4 separate regions of the Mus musculus genome follow, and regions 1, 2 and 3 are each linked to region 4. Evidence: chromatin contacts called from public Hi-C, HiChIP or PLAC-seq and Micro-C data. All regions are on one chromosome and are shown on one strand. Each heading gives the region's core, a stretch centred on a gene start, on an enhancer-like site or on the middle of the called end of the contact. The rest is flanking DNA. Distances are from core to core; before and after follow the strand shown. Region 1 holds the start of 2610507B11Rik (RIKEN cDNA 2610507B11 gene). Region 2 holds the start of Rskr (ribosomal protein S6 kinase related). Region 3 holds the start of Sdf2 (stromal cell derived factor 2). Region 4 holds the start of Rilp (Rab interacting lysosomal protein).

Region 1 (3,424 bases), core at 442-2,941, 2.8 Mb before region 4:
TCAACGTGGCTATCCTGCTCCTCATGATGATGTTAGCTGAATTTGCTTAGCAGTTCTCTTTTTATGAACAAGTTGCCACCCTATTTCCTCTCTTAAATTAGAACAGTGAGTTTGCTGTTTCCTGTAATCTTTCTCTGTTTACTTCCATATCTTTCTTCCATACCCTGGATACTCTGTGTCATTAGTTTGGTACTAGATACTAAAGAGGACCCAGCAGATACCAGGCTCTACCACTGAACCACTATTCCAGCTCATTTTAATTTTGAGAGAAGCACTCACTAAGTTGCCTAGGCAGAGCTTGAATTTATAATTCTCTTGCTTCGGCCTCTTGAGAAACAAGAATTACAGGTTTATACCACCAGATCTAGTCCCATAAACACTTGAAACAACTGGCATCTATTGCAGAGTCCTCCAAGTAGCTCCTAAGATCCTCTTGACAATAATAATAATAACAACAACAAAAACAACAACAACAAGGGTGGAGTTAACTAGGAAAACTACCCATGGAGGAAGCTAAAGTTTGAAACCCCCTCCAAACCAACACACACACCACACACTCCCGCCCTTCTCCTCTCTCTCTCTCTCTCTCTTTCTCTCTGCAATTCCCGGAACTCACCACCGTCTGCTGGTGCTGCTGAAACTTAAGACTGACATTCTGGATCCAAAAAAATCGGAAGGAGCCAATCTTTAGCTCTGCCTGCAACTTGCGCTGACACCACCTGGTGGCCAACCGGACCACAAGCCACCTGCAGAAAAAAAACAGTTGGATTATAAGACCCTCTACCCTTTTTGATTCTAGAAAGGCCTTGCAAGGGGTGGTATCCTGAAGCCGGATTTTTCTTAGGAACTTTACGATTTTCCTAAAATATTTCTCTAGTCATACTCATTTAGGCACAACAACCAGAACTACGGGCCCCTAAATTCAAACAAAACTAGGCAAACGAAACTCACCCTCTAAAAGAGGTCAAAAAAAAAAAAAAAAAAAAAAAAAAAGAAAGAAAGAAAGAATAAACAAAGAAACCCTCAAATCTTTAGGAACCCAAAGTAAAAAGAGGTCCTCAAAAGGCAAAGTGAAGGCAGTCGTGTTAAATACGTCATCGCACACTCCTTAGAGGGTCCCTGTCTGCGTCCCCACCCTGCAGCCGTTTCCGAGAAGGCAGAGGTCACTCTCGGAACTGCTCAAACACCGCTCTGCTCTAGCCAGCCAGTCCTCCCGACCTCTCTGCAGGGCGCGGCTGCAGGTGCCCTTCGCAATCTGGGAAGAGGACACGGAGGCGAACGGGGCAGGAAAGGGAGACCACCGAGGGAGGCCCCCTCCCTCACACGCAAACATTCGGTTCCCGGACTGGACATTGCTTCGGGTCCAGCCAGATGCTTCAGCGCCCCTGCCCCCACCTCGCTTCCCCTCGCCTCGGCTGAGCGCCCCCTCCTGCTCGCGCCCCCTCCGCCTAAGGCGCCCGACCAACCCGCGCCTCCTCCAGCCGGTCTTCCTCGACCCCCCCGACCCTGTGGCTAGAATCCCCTCACCGGCCTAGGAAGAGTGCGCTAAGCGCAACCAGCAGCAAGACCAACAGCGCGGAGAGAAATAGAGGCATTTAGGTCCGGGTCCGGCCCGGCCTGGCCCCGACCCCCGCCATGCCGGGCCCTGACGCCGGAACCGCACAGCGCCGCGGCGGGCTTCGGCCGCGCACGCACACGCACGGCGAGGAAGCGTTAGTGCGCGCGCGCGTGTCCCCGCCCCGGCGGCTCGTGGACCAGCCGGCTGGCTCCCTCCACGACCCGCCCCGACCCGCCCCGACCCGCCCCAACCCGCGCGCGCGTGCGCGAGCCCTGAGGGCCGACCAGCGGCTTGCGCGGAGTGGAGGCGTGGCTCTGGAGAGGGAGGGCGGGGCGGACCGCGAACGCGCGGTCCTGCGCGCTACACCTAGAGCGCAGCCTGCGCGGCACGCCGCGGAGCTCCGGGTTCGCGCTGAGGGCGGGGGATCGGAGTCCGCACGAGCTCGCCGGGCGGTGACCAGGATGGGTCGTTTCTACCACTTTGAGGTTCCACTTCCAAAACGCATTCCCTAGGCCATTAAGAGCCGGCCTGGCTGGTGCCGGGCGTGGTGGTGCAGGCCTTTAATCCCAGCACTCAGGAGGCAGAGGCAGGCGGATTTCTGAGTTTGAGGCCAGCCTGGTCTACAAAGTGAGTTCCAGGACAGCTAGGGCTATAAAGAGAAACCCTGTCTCAAAAAAACAAAACAACAACAACAAAAGTTATGTGTCTGTAGGTCATAAGTGATCCTGTCTGAAAAGATTACAGAGAAAATTAAGAGGTAATTCAAAGACCTCAGCTATCTATCATCTCACCCCACAAGGAAACCAACTTTGTTTACTGTCTGAATACTGTTCCAGATAGTATCTTCTTATCTTTTTTTTTTTTTTTTTTTTTTTTTTGAGACAGGGTTTCTCTGTGTAGCCCTCTGTAGACCAGGCTGGCCTCGAACTCAGAAATCTGCCTGCCTCTGCCTCCCAAGTGCTAGGATTAAAGGCATGTGTCACCATGCCTGGGCCAGATAGTATCTTCTAACATCCTTCATGGGGAGAGCCATTCTGTATTTTTAGGTTTGTGCGATTGTGTATAGCACCACCCAGAACAGGGTGAAATATAGAAATAGTGAATATTGTTTTACCCTTTACAGATTATCTGGGAAGCAATTTTAATTACATGAAATACAGAGTTCAAGGTCAAATCAAGCCAGAGTGAATTTTGCATTCTTCATTGTTAAATGAAGGAAGTAGATAAGGTCTGTTATGCTTATTCTCATGAGTCAGTGTCTGACTAATGACTTACTAACACAGTACCAGATAAACACAGTACCAGATAAAGAAATCCAGATGGTTCCAAGGTATTATGAAGTATTTTGTGTTCTTGGTTCTCAGATCCTAATCTGCATATAATTCTTCCAGATTTTTTTGATTGGCCTCTTCAAATAACAACTTCAAGGCCTGTGAGATGGATCTATAGGTAAAGGCACTTGCTGGCCCGAGGAATTGATTTCCATCCTCAAAATCCACAAACTATCCTCTAAACTACACACACCGGTTCATCTTCAAAATCTGTAGCTTTTTGTTCAAGTGTGGTTTCTCAGTGTTCAGGTAGGATCTAAGAACTCAATTCAAGTCAATGAGGCATCACAACACATTTCCATACTGGAATTCATCTTTTGGGGGTCTCTCTGCATGCAGCAGGGGTGGCAGAGTAACAATGTAACTAAGGCGAGACCAGAATCAGGCTCACCAGGACTCAAGAACTGGTATTGGGGGGGCTGGTGAGATGGCTCAGTGGGTAAGAGCACCCCACTGTTCTTCCAAAGGTCCGGAGTTCAAATCCCATGGTGGCTCACAACCATCCATAATGAGATCTGACTCCCTCTTCTGGAGT
Region 2 (3,429 bases), core at 303-2,802, 2.8 Mb before region 4:
AAAACAGCAAGTTAGGAAAACAAGCTTCTTGATGATAAAGGCAGCTAAGAAATCACATGTTGCCTTGTGTAGAAGTGAACTGCTGCTTCACCTTCTGATTCAGAACTCATTTAGGACTCTTGGAAAACCTTGGAGCCAGCACACTGCTTAGGAGCACACCACGATACACTGTAGAGTCCCCTGGCAGAACTTGGAGCTTGTCCTCAGCTAATAACTACTTTTCTCAGGATTTACTTTGGTGCTATCTACTCCAGGACGGACACATACAGGGAAGGTAGACCCAAGAAAACCAGGTAAGTTGGAAAAAGGTACTTTCTCCAACAAATTCAGGTCTCCAGCCATGCTTTCAGAACTCTGCATACCTGGATGCTAACCTCTTCTTTGCACTGCCTCAGCGTATCCCGCTGTAGAACTTTTACTTTGGGCACCACCTATAAGTGTAGAGGCATGGTAACTCATGAAAATCATGCTATTTTAACTTGTTCCCCCTAATCTCTGGAACTAAAGATTGTAAACAGGATCTACTGAGTAAGCTACATCGCTTGACTTCCTACCTTCACTGCAAATACAGCTTTCTGGGCACAATCTAGCACTTTCAGGACAGTTCCAAACGAACCTTTAGCCACAAGGCCTAAAATCTGAACAAAGAAGAGGGAAACTGAGACTGGTTGTTTGTAGATTCCTCCCTAAAACAGACACTTCCCAGGGGCTATGGTGACCTACCTTCAGCTCCTGCTGCTCCCTAACAGGCCTCACGGGAAACTCTGGTAGAAAGAGGCTGATGAACTGAGGCACTGGCCACTCAGACTGAGGCTTCTCTAGTAGCAGTGGGGCTGGCTGGAGCAGCTCCTGATGTAGGCACTGATGCCTCTGTAGTCCCCATAGTTCTTCCAGACCTGACCTGATGGTCCCCATACCACACCAGAGGCTCTTCCAGCCTTGGACCCAGTGACCCTGGATGTTGTCACCCTGCTGAGAAGGGAGCCATTCTAAGCCTGCTCATGAAGCACTGCAGGTTCTGCCCATCTTAACAGGCACCCCTTCCTCTAGTCTTAACCAATGCTGTGGTGACCCCCAACCATAAAACTGTTACTTCATAACTGCAGTATAAGTACCTGATATGCAGGATATCTAATGTAACCCGTGTGAAAGGAGTCACAACACACATGCTGACAACCACTTATCTAGAGGGAAGGAAAATTCCCAGGCTTTGTGATGTGACCTAAATTTCCTTGACTTAATTCAAAATCTCCATGACAATAACAGGTTTATGTTTTCACAACAAAACAGGAATACAACCTGTGCATAAGTGAGTTCTATAGCCTTTATGCCCACCCCAACAATGGATATCAGTGACAGTCTCCTAACTGGGCACTTTCTAGCCTCAGGCCCCTACATCTTTCATTTCCCTCCCATAGGCAGCCAGAGCCTATACCAGAGCCCCATACCCTACCTTCTGAGGAGCAGACACCCGGGTGTGTTGTCCCTGCCGACAGCTTACTGCTCCCATTTCCAGCCTCTGCCTCTTTTCGCGCTGCTAAATCTGTTGTCCAAGTTACATAAGCAATTCCTCCCTCTGATGCTGCATTACCCATGAGCCCCACCTCTTCCAGTGTACACAGACCCATCAGCTTTAGGTCAGCATCATACCCAAACTGGGAAGTATATGTGATTGTGGTAAGACTTCAAGGCAGAGGAGAAAGACAAGACCAGTCATTACTGGGGCAGTTAAAAAATGTGTTGGGTTAGTGAGGAGGGAAGGACACAGACAACTTGAACGCTTTTACTCAATACAATTAAAAAAGGCCAACATCAAATTTAAAATATTTTTTCTTTAAATCTCTTTTTTCTCCATTCTCCTGGGCATACCCCAGGGAGGAAAGTAAGGTACCCATGGCCAGCCCTGGCTCCTAATGCCATCCTCCCAAGTGAGCACAGACTGGGAAGTTTATCCCCCAAACCCAACACCTCTTAGACAACAAGGCAGTGGAGTGAGGCACAGAGGATCAGACTCCTTCCCTTAGCTTATTGGCACAAAGGGAGAGCAATTACATTTAGAAATATATATATATGTTTTATATATATATATCTTTATAAAAATTTATCATACTTGATCAAAACTATCCCCCAACCCTTTCTGTTGCCCCGAAAGAGCAGGATACTAGGCTTGGACACAATCCCTGGGTCTTCTGGTTTTCTTGCCCCTGTGGCCCTGGGTCTAATCCCATGAGAGGGAACCCAGCGCTTTGTCCACCATGCCCTGCAGGGACAGGCCAGCTGTTGAACAATGTCTCTCAGTTCCCATATGCCCCACAAATCCTGCAGGATGAAGGGAAGCTCTGCCCACCCTCAAGTCCCTGGATCCTGAGCCAGAGTCAATTCTATACTGTAGTCACTTGGGTCTCCACATCACTTGCGCCTGCCGAAGATGGACTTCTTGCCAGGGTTCTTGTCGCCCACACTTAAACCAATGAGGAGCCGAGCTTTCTCTTCTTCCTGCTGTTGCATGTTCAGGTCACACTTTGTTTCTAGCTTTCCCCGGACCTCAGACCCCGTTGCAGGTTTCAGCCTTAGTTTTTCTTTGATTACCTGGCAGTGGAAAGGAATAAAAGGAAAGGAAAAATTAGTGAAACGGGGTGTACAATTTAAAGTGAACCAATTCAAAGATTTATTAAGCTTATATGTAAACACAAAAGGGCACTTCAAAGTATATAGATAATAGTCTGCTTGTAAGAAGCTTACAATCTAATCAGAACCATCATAAAGCTGATGTTGTAGAAGCCCTTAATTCCCTCAAAATTAATGAGTCACTAGCATACCAGGGCAAAGGCATGGACAAACAAGGACAGATCAGTCATTATCTGCCCCTTTCCTGGCCATCTCTTAATACAGCACAGAAGAGAAGGCTCTTAAAAAGGCAATGTGCTTGCCAGTCCCTGCTAACGAAACAGCCATGAGCCCTGGCGAGATACCTGGGCAACCAGAGCTTTTCGGCTGTCCCTTTTGACAGCCATGGCAAAGTCCAGCCATGTCCACGTGTTGTTGTGGTACTCCAGACAGGGTAGCACCAAGTTAAGGTCGCCCCAGTCCACACTGTTCTTCTCACCCTGCAACAGGAAGAGAAAGAGGGAAAAGAGCTGCCATTTTGAATCTAAGCCAGAACTCTGAGTAGAATTCCTACAACAGCAACCGACATATTTGAATTCCCTCCCATTCTGGTGATGGGGCTGACTCCTGCAGAAAGCAGGACAGGTTTGTCACCCATGGCCCACTTTCACAGGAAGCCCAACTGTCACCCTGTCTATAATCTTTAGTCCCCTTCCTACTCTAAGTGCTGGGATGGAATATACCTTATAACTGACACACAGTGGAACTTGTGGGATTTTTATATATATGAAGGAGTTGTTCATGGCAGCTCGCTCTTTCATC
Region 3 (3,312 bases), core at 419-2,918, 2.7 Mb before region 4:
AGTAAAACTGCCGGGCAGTGGTGGCGCATGCCTTTAATCCCAGCACTTGGGAGGCAGCAGCAGGCGGATTTCTGAGTTCGAGGCCAGCCTGGTCTACAAAGTGAGTTCCAGGACAGCCAGGGCTACACAGAGAAACCCTGTCTCGAGAAAAAGAAAAAAAAAAAAAAAAAGAATGTAGTAAGCCTGAGTAGGTGTTTACTGAATGAGGTGGTTAGGAATGTAAAGACTACATACTCCCTGGACTAAACTGGTAAGACAGGTTCTGAGAGTTGTGAACAGACTAACCATCTTAGAAGGTCACTTCCTTTCTAGCAAATAGCATCATCAATCATTCAAATTATATCACAAGTACACCTCCTGTCGAACTTCATGACTTTATTTCCTCCAGTGTGGGGGCAGAAGCTTTCCGTATGCTCGGCAAATACTCTAACACTGAAGTAATTACCAGCCTTTGAACTTCTGTTGTTTTGAGACAGCCCCCACTATATAGGCTAGGCTGATCTTGAAGTTACAATCCTGCTTCAACCTTTTGAGTGCTACAATTACAGACCTAGGCCACCACGCCTGCCCATTAGTCTTGTTTTATTGTTTGATTCACTACTGTATTTCCTGTATCTAGAACAATACGAGACACACTAAAAGTGCTCTTTAAATCTAGGCCAAATGAATGAGCCCACGAATAAGTGAGTATTTTAATTGCACATGATAAAAAACAGACTTTCCTCTGCAATGTCTGTCAATGCTTAAATTCTTTACAAGAAAGTTATTGCTAAGTTAGAGTGTCAAAAAATATGAGCTAAAAATAGGTGACATTTAAAATCTGAGATTCAGCTTATGTTGTCTTGCTCTAAATGCTCCTCTCTCCAGCACAAAATAGTGGCAGCCCATGGAATCTGAAAGATTTTGAACCTGCACAGATTTGGATTAAACCCTGTCTCCATCATTCACTAGCTGGCTTTGAGCAATATCTCTAGGTCTATTTACTCACCTAAGAAAATAACTTTAGTATCTGTCCTCAATACAATGTTAAAAACCGGAAAGTATATATGTAACACGTTTGGCCCACAGCTCATCAAACAGAAACTAACATTAGGACTAAGTTTCCTTGGCAACTCGTCGTCCTCTTCAAGAAATAGGGCACGGCTAACTTTCCCAGACCACGCCCTCAGACTCCGAGGCCCCGCCCCTTCTAGGCTCACCCGGCCTAGGCAGCCCACCCAGAGCGGTGAGTCCCCCTCTGTACCTGACCCATAGCGCACGTCGTGAGAATGCAGTCGGACATTGTGGCGTGTATTGAGTAGCTTCACCACGGAGCCGCAAGTAACGACAGCCATGTTGGACGCTCCCACAGCGCTCCACAAACCACCCAACAACAGAAGCGACAAGACAGCCATCCTAGATCCGAGAGAACTAATCATCCAAGAAAATTAGGCCCGTCCCCGGAACCGGAAGCCGAGGGTAGAACTACGCCAAGATGGAAGAGAAGACTCCTTAACCTGAATCTTTATGGTTCCTTTGGCGAGAGCGGCTTAAAGAACACGCTGGCCCGGGAGGCCTTCGGGACCTCACTTTGTACTGGGTGCTCTGTGGCGGCTGCGTTCCTTAGGCGTTCGCGGACTCGGAACCAAAGCCCTAGACGCCGGAGGGGAAAAGACAGCAGGAAATGACCCTCCCACTCCCAGTGACAGAGAGCCGGAGGTGACGTACTACGTTAACGCAGCAGCGGCGACGGTGGTGGTGGTGGTGGCGGCGGCTGCGGAGGGCCCTTGCGGTGGGTCCGGACTATCCTTTTGCAGTCTCTGATCGGCGACTCCATTTTCTTCGGTGGGAGCTTAGCGTAGCGGAGAAGCAGCGGCCTTCAAGCAGGTAACGCTCAGCCTGGAGAGTGTGTTGCGTGTGTGGGTGCGCAGGTGGCGAGCCAGACTCCTGGGGCCTGGTCCCGTAAGGGAAGAAGCTTTGGGGTGCCCCACTGCGGGAAGGAAGGGGGCCCTGGCTTTCCCTGATCTGCCAGGGGGGAAAAGGACAGGAAAGTACCGTGATTGCTCAGAGTCTCCAGCCCTTTCTCCACGCGGTACCACCCGGAACCTGTGACCTGGGGTTACCTCTTGAATCAACAGGCTTTCTGGGATCCCATCTTCTCCGCGGCGTCTGGAATCTGGGCCACGCAAAAAATTGGGACTAGAAGAGAGACCTAAGGGTTTCTTTACTTGGCATCAGGTGATCGGATTAATTAGTCCGGCGTTTGGGTCCTGCTGAGCTTTCGAGAGTTCAGCCATGAGGCGGGTGTACTGTGCTGAATGTTAGCTCTTTACAAAATGTTGAGTAATTATACGGTTTTTTTTCCACATATGGGCAAGTCCCTTAATCCTTTCTAAAGATGCGAGTTTATACTTAAGTACCTGGAGCCTTCCATCTTGTATAATTCATTTCCTCGAACACTTGCCAAAGACCTATCATAAATATTAGAATTGGTTGTTAAATCAGAAATGTGTATTGTTTGACATCAGGTACTCGAGTATCTTAAGTAAAGCAGTTCCTCTGTATTACAGAAAGAATCGATTTCTGTTTTCCTTTAGGAGGCGGGTCTCCTGTAATAATTACATGAAAAGACACGGTAATACAAAGGTCATAGGGTAATTTGTTTTTCATCCCGCCCCACTCCATTCCCGCTGCTCCCCTTCTTCAGAATCCTCCATTACTTATTACTTTCATTAATTTGTGTGTGTGTGTGTGTGTGTGTGTGTATGCCTCAATTAGTTAATTTATGGTGGTTTACAAGTACATGGGTGAAGAAGTATTCAGAGAAGCCTGGGCTACAACCCTAAAGAAAATGTTCCCCTCCCCCAGCAACCATGAATTACTATCGATCCTTAGGGTTGGTGGGATCTCATGATGAGCCCCTCCCCCCTAGCAACCGTTAACTGCCCATAAACCTGTAGGAAGGGAGGAGCCTGGTCCCCCTCCCCAGCATTGAAGTATGCTACAATGTGTGGAAGTCGTTGAATTTAATTAATTTTGGGGAGAAAAAGTTTAGTTCTATTGTTGAACACTCACAGTTTGTGAGTCTTCAGTGTTTTAGTTACAAAACAATTATAGCAACAATGGAGAAGCTGAGCCAGGAGGATCATGGAATTTACGTTTTGGTTGCATTTGTAGACCCTGTCTCAAAAACAGCTCTCCCTTCAACCACGAGTTTAGAGCCCCTCTCCATGCCTAGTGTCCCACCACTACAGGCTTATTTTATTTGGTTGGCTTGTGTGACTATTAGATTAGACTAGATTAGATTGGTAAAGTATTTTTTGTTGTTTTTAT
Region 4 (3,566 bases), core at 951-3,450:
GCTTGTGTGGAACCTCCTGAAGGACTTTCAGGAACATCAGGGGAGGATGGAGTGACTACAGAGGCCTCAGGGCTGGAGAGGGGACAGTGAGGGGATCAGGGACTCTTTATAACCAGGCAGACAACAGCCCCTCACAAGACTGCATAGCTTCCTTTAGTAAAGAGATCCAGCCAAGGAAGGAAACATGAGTCTGGAGAAGTAGCATGGACAGTTTCTTCAGCAGGAGGCATAGCAGCCGGGGCAAGCGGGAGCAGTGGATTCCAGAGGAAAGGACGGCAGCTGGAGAGCAGGCTGAGTGAGGTGCCAGGCACAGCTAAGTTGTATCACTGGGCACAGCAGAACTGCAGCAGGCCAAGGGGTTCGTTTGGTGAGCACAGAGGCAGGATCTTACCTGCTCTCTGCTTCTTCAGGTGTCCCTAACATCTTGGCCTTGATCTTCCTCCTCTGTTTCTTGACTGCCACCTTCATGGCTTCAAGCAGAAGCCCAGGAACACGGTGATCTGTGAGCAGCTCTCTAGAGAAGCAGGAAGGGAAGAAAGTGGGAAGGCCAACAGGAGGTGTCAATCAAGTACCTGAGCTCTGCTCACTGTTTCCCCTGGAAACCCGTGAAAGCTCTATACCGCCAACACCTCTGAAATGAGCTTAGATGGCCCCTCCTAAGGATAAGGCTTGCTGCTTCAGTTTGGTGACCCCTGGTGCTGCCCTGTTTGAGTGAGGTTCCAGAAGGGCAAGGACTGTGGAAGTTACTTCTTCCCAGTGCCTGAGCAGGACCCTGGCAATTGTCACTGCTGATCTATAAACGATCCAAAAAATAAGGTGGGGTGACCAGGAACAGGCATCCTGGCTTCCAGTCCCTCACCGCTGGAAGTACGCCAACTCCTCCTTGAGCAAGAACACGTTGGCTTTGAGCTCATTCCGCTCCTGAAGGATTTGCTTAAGCTCTTCCCTGCTGAATCCACACTGGACAGCTTCTGGAAGGTTCCCTGGCTGCTTCTGAGTATCCACCTGTACAAGGTCAGGAATGGTCAGAGAGCAGTCTGTCTTAGCTCTTCCCTAAGTCCCAGCGCTCACAATAATATTATGGGAAGTGTCTGCTGGGAAAACTTAGAGGACAAAGTTGCTGCTACATAGGTGTACATAGCACACAACTGCTGTTGCTACCTTCCAACTTCCTGGGTACCTTCTATACTGCATGGTACATCCATGCCAGGTAAACCCAGGCTGGGTCATCAACTGCTGAATGCTGTGAGCTCTGGGATGTATTTTGACTTCGCTCCGTCTCTTACCGGGTCATCTGAGGTTGCCGCATCAGGTTCCAAGCTCTGTTCTTTAGCCAGCTGGCTGGAGCCATCCTGAGCTATCTGGCGCTCCCTCTCCCGGTCCTGGGCGGCCCTCAACTGGGTCTGCACTGCAGCCAGCTTGTGCCGCAGCTCAGAGTTGATCAGCAGGAGGCGCTGTAGCTGTTCCTGCAGCTAGGGGGTGGAGCGAGAGAGCTAGGGGCGGGGCTCCGAGGGCCGTAGCGGCCCCACCCCACTCCGCCTGGCCCCGCCCTCACCGCTTCGGTCTCTTGGCTTCGGCGCTGCAGATCTCGGTTGTGTGCCCGAAGCTCATCCCGCTGTCTGTCTGTCACCTCCTTGAGCTGTCGGAGCAGCGCGCGCTCCTCTGAGGAAGGGGTGTCTTTAGCACTACCGATCTCTGGGGTACGCAGGCCCCGGCTGCCCCCAGCTCGCTCTGCTCCGGTGGGACCCTCACTCACCCTGCGGCCCGGAGCCTAGCTCCTGGCGGAGGCGTTGGTTCTCCTCGCGCAGCCGCCGCAGCTCCACTTCTGCCTGCTGTGCGGACACCTGCAGCTGGGGGAGCCAGGGGTCTCAGGGTTAGGCCTGCCGGCTCTCAGGGGTAAAAGGAGGAGCCGGTGACTCACCGAGTCCGGAGCCGGCCCCACGGCGGCCTTTTCCAAGAGCTCCAGCGCCCGCACGACTAGTGGCACCAGCCCAGCCGCCGCGTCGGGTCCGAAGCGGCGTGCCAGCCCCTGTAGCTCAGTGCCCAGAGCCCCCGCTAGATGGTACACGAGCTCGGCGGCTGACCCTGCGCCCACTGAAGAAGAGGCCTGACTGGGTAGCCTGGGCGCTGCCCTCCTGGGCTCCATTTTTTCCTCTCTTAAGGTCAAAAGCCACCCACACCCTTAACTGGTGCAGGAAAAAGCTTAACAGTTCCGGCCCAGGAAGTTTAGGGCCATAAGGGGCGGGGTAGAAGCAACCCGGGAGGAACAAATAGGGAAAAAGGCCCTGGAGTGGGAGAGTGCTCTGGGCTCCCTGTGCCCTACAAGGTCACTGGATACAGGTCGGCCAACTTCCAGGCAGGTATCCAAGAGTTGAGGACTAGAGCTGTAAGTGGTCACTTCAGGCAAGCCCTCCCCATAGCGCCTGACCCGGGCTCCACCCCTGGACTTGGCTGCCAAGAGGTGAAAGACTGAAGGTCAGCAAACAGCCTCTACTGGACTGCAGGGACAGTCACTTAAGTATGTTCCCCCACTAGGAACCACACAGTTTACAAAAATGAACGAGACCGGGCACTACAGCTATAGGAGGACCACACAGTCCAAGAAGTGATGTTGAAAATAGGTAGACTCCAAGTACTTTTACAGAGAAACCAGCAAATATGCTCAAAGTAATAAGCCAGCCCCAACTCAGCTCCCTGAGTCTAGGGAGCCTCTAAGCCTCCAGCGGAGAAGGCCTCAAGGCTCTGAAGGCAGGGCCCAGTACCTTGCTGTCAACTGCCCAAGCTAGTCCCCAATCCTCAAACGCCTATGCCCAGAATTTGACCTCATAACAGCAAGAAAACAAAAGCACTATTTATAAAATTTATTACATTTTGTTCAGGATTACAATCTATCAACAACACAAGCACAGAACGCAAAGGGGCTGACTGCTGAATGTCAGCAGCTTGTCTGGGGAGGGCGTTCAAGAGGCTCCAGGCTTTGGGGATCTGAAGCAGAAGGAAGTAACTAGGCATAGAGGTCCTCTCTGTCTGCAGAGTAGACCTCACCCTCCTGCAGAAGGGCGAAGTTGAGGAAGTGGGAGGGCCTGTGGACCTCATGGTAGAATTCCTTGGGGTTTGCCAGCTGCAGCTCGTATTTCATGTTGGGATCATGTCGAACACCTAATGGGAGGGGAAACATCAGAAGTTAATAAGGTTCTGCCTGCCTCACCCAGCCTGGGCCCCTGGACCGTTTCCAAGGCAGCCAGACCTCAAGATGACAAGATGACCAAGCATGCTGGTCACCTGTCTCTACCCCACACTTCCTAGGCACACACAACCACGTACCCATAAAGTTGTAGTTCCAGGAGGACTGGGCGGGGACCATGAAGAAGCCGAGGAATCGGTCAGACAGGAGCATCTGAACCCTCTCGTAGTGCGAGGGTAGGTAGCCTTTGGGGTTGTTGCCTTTGTCTGTGTTCTGCCGGCCCCACTCATACCCACTGGGTGTCAGCTTGTAGGCTGTCAGTGTGCAGGAGCCTGGTGTGAAGCTGGGGTGGGGGGGACAGGGACAGGGTAAGCGCTCAAGC

The links. Hi-C and Micro-C count contacts between places; a contact is called where the count stands out from the background. HiChIP or PLAC-seq counts read pairs in DNA pulled down with a chosen protein or histone mark.
Region 1: a contact with region 4 is called in a Hi-C map of B cells, with 5 read pairs. The contact joins the promoter of 2610507B11Rik here to the promoter of Rilp in region 4. A contact is called at or near these places in 2 of 39 promoter capture datasets (both in embryonic stem cells) and 2 of 484 Hi-C or Micro-C datasets (B cells and embryonic stem cells).
Region 2: a Micro-C map of embryonic stem cells shows a contact between it and region 4, with 6 times the contacts expected there. The contact joins the promoter of Rskr here to the promoter of Rilp in region 4. A contact is called at or near these places in 4 of 39 promoter capture datasets (cranial neural crest, embryonic stem cells, hippocampal neurons and 1 more), 4 of 484 Hi-C or Micro-C datasets (all in embryonic stem cells) and 1 of 9 other capture datasets (embryonic stem cells).
Region 3: a contact with region 4 is called in an H3K27ac HiChIP or PLAC-seq map of embryonic stem cells, with 11 times the contacts expected there. The contact joins the promoter of Sdf2 here to the promoter of Rilp in region 4. A contact is called at or near these places in 5 of 39 promoter capture datasets (embryonic stem cells, liver and maxillary cranial neural crest) and 1 of 115 datasets of contacts at active chromatin or transcription factors (embryonic stem cells).

Annotation. Positions count from the first base shown.
Region 1 is chr11:78,260,021-78,263,444 of GRCm38.p6, reverse strand. It overlaps 2610507B11Rik (RIKEN cDNA 2610507B11 gene), which reads right to left and starts at 1,691. Exons shown (of 39, transcript NM_001002004.2): 1 at 1,528-1,691; 2 at 617-746. The coding sequence starts at 1,595.
Region 2 is chr11:78,288,964-78,292,392 of GRCm38.p6, reverse strand. Rskr (ribosomal protein S6 kinase related) reads right to left here and starts at 1,552. Exons shown (of 12, transcript NM_001287206.1): 1 at 1,454-1,552; 2 at 724-969; 3 at 555-638; 4 at 363-431. The coding sequence starts at 1,510. It overlaps 2610507B11Rik (RIKEN cDNA 2610507B11 gene), which reads right to left. Exons shown (of 39, transcript NM_001002004.2): 37 at 3,351-3,429; 38 at 2,973-3,107; 39 at 1,768-2,589. The coding sequence ends at 2,410.
Region 3 is chr11:78,244,102-78,247,413 of GRCm38.p6, reverse strand. Sdf2 (stromal cell derived factor 2) reads right to left here and starts at 1,668. Exons shown (of 3, transcript NM_009143.3): 1 at 1,244-1,668. The coding sequence starts at 1,418. It overlaps Supt6 (SPT6, histone chaperone and transcription elongation factor), which reads left to right and starts at 1,711. Exons shown (of 37, transcript NM_009297.2): 1 at 1,711-1,866.
Region 4 is chr11:75,508,728-75,512,293 of GRCm38.p6, reverse strand. Rilp (Rab interacting lysosomal protein) reads right to left here and starts at 2,200. Exons shown (of 8, transcript NM_001029938.2): 1 at 1,922-2,200; 2 at 1,757-1,850; 3 at 1,556-1,662; 4 at 1,287-1,472; 5 at 860-1,005; 6 at 392-514. The coding sequence starts at 2,146. Prpf8 (pre-mRNA processing factor 8) reads right to left here. Exons shown (of 42, transcript NM_138659.2): 41 at 3,325-3,527; 42 at 2,847-3,159. The coding sequence ends at 3,005.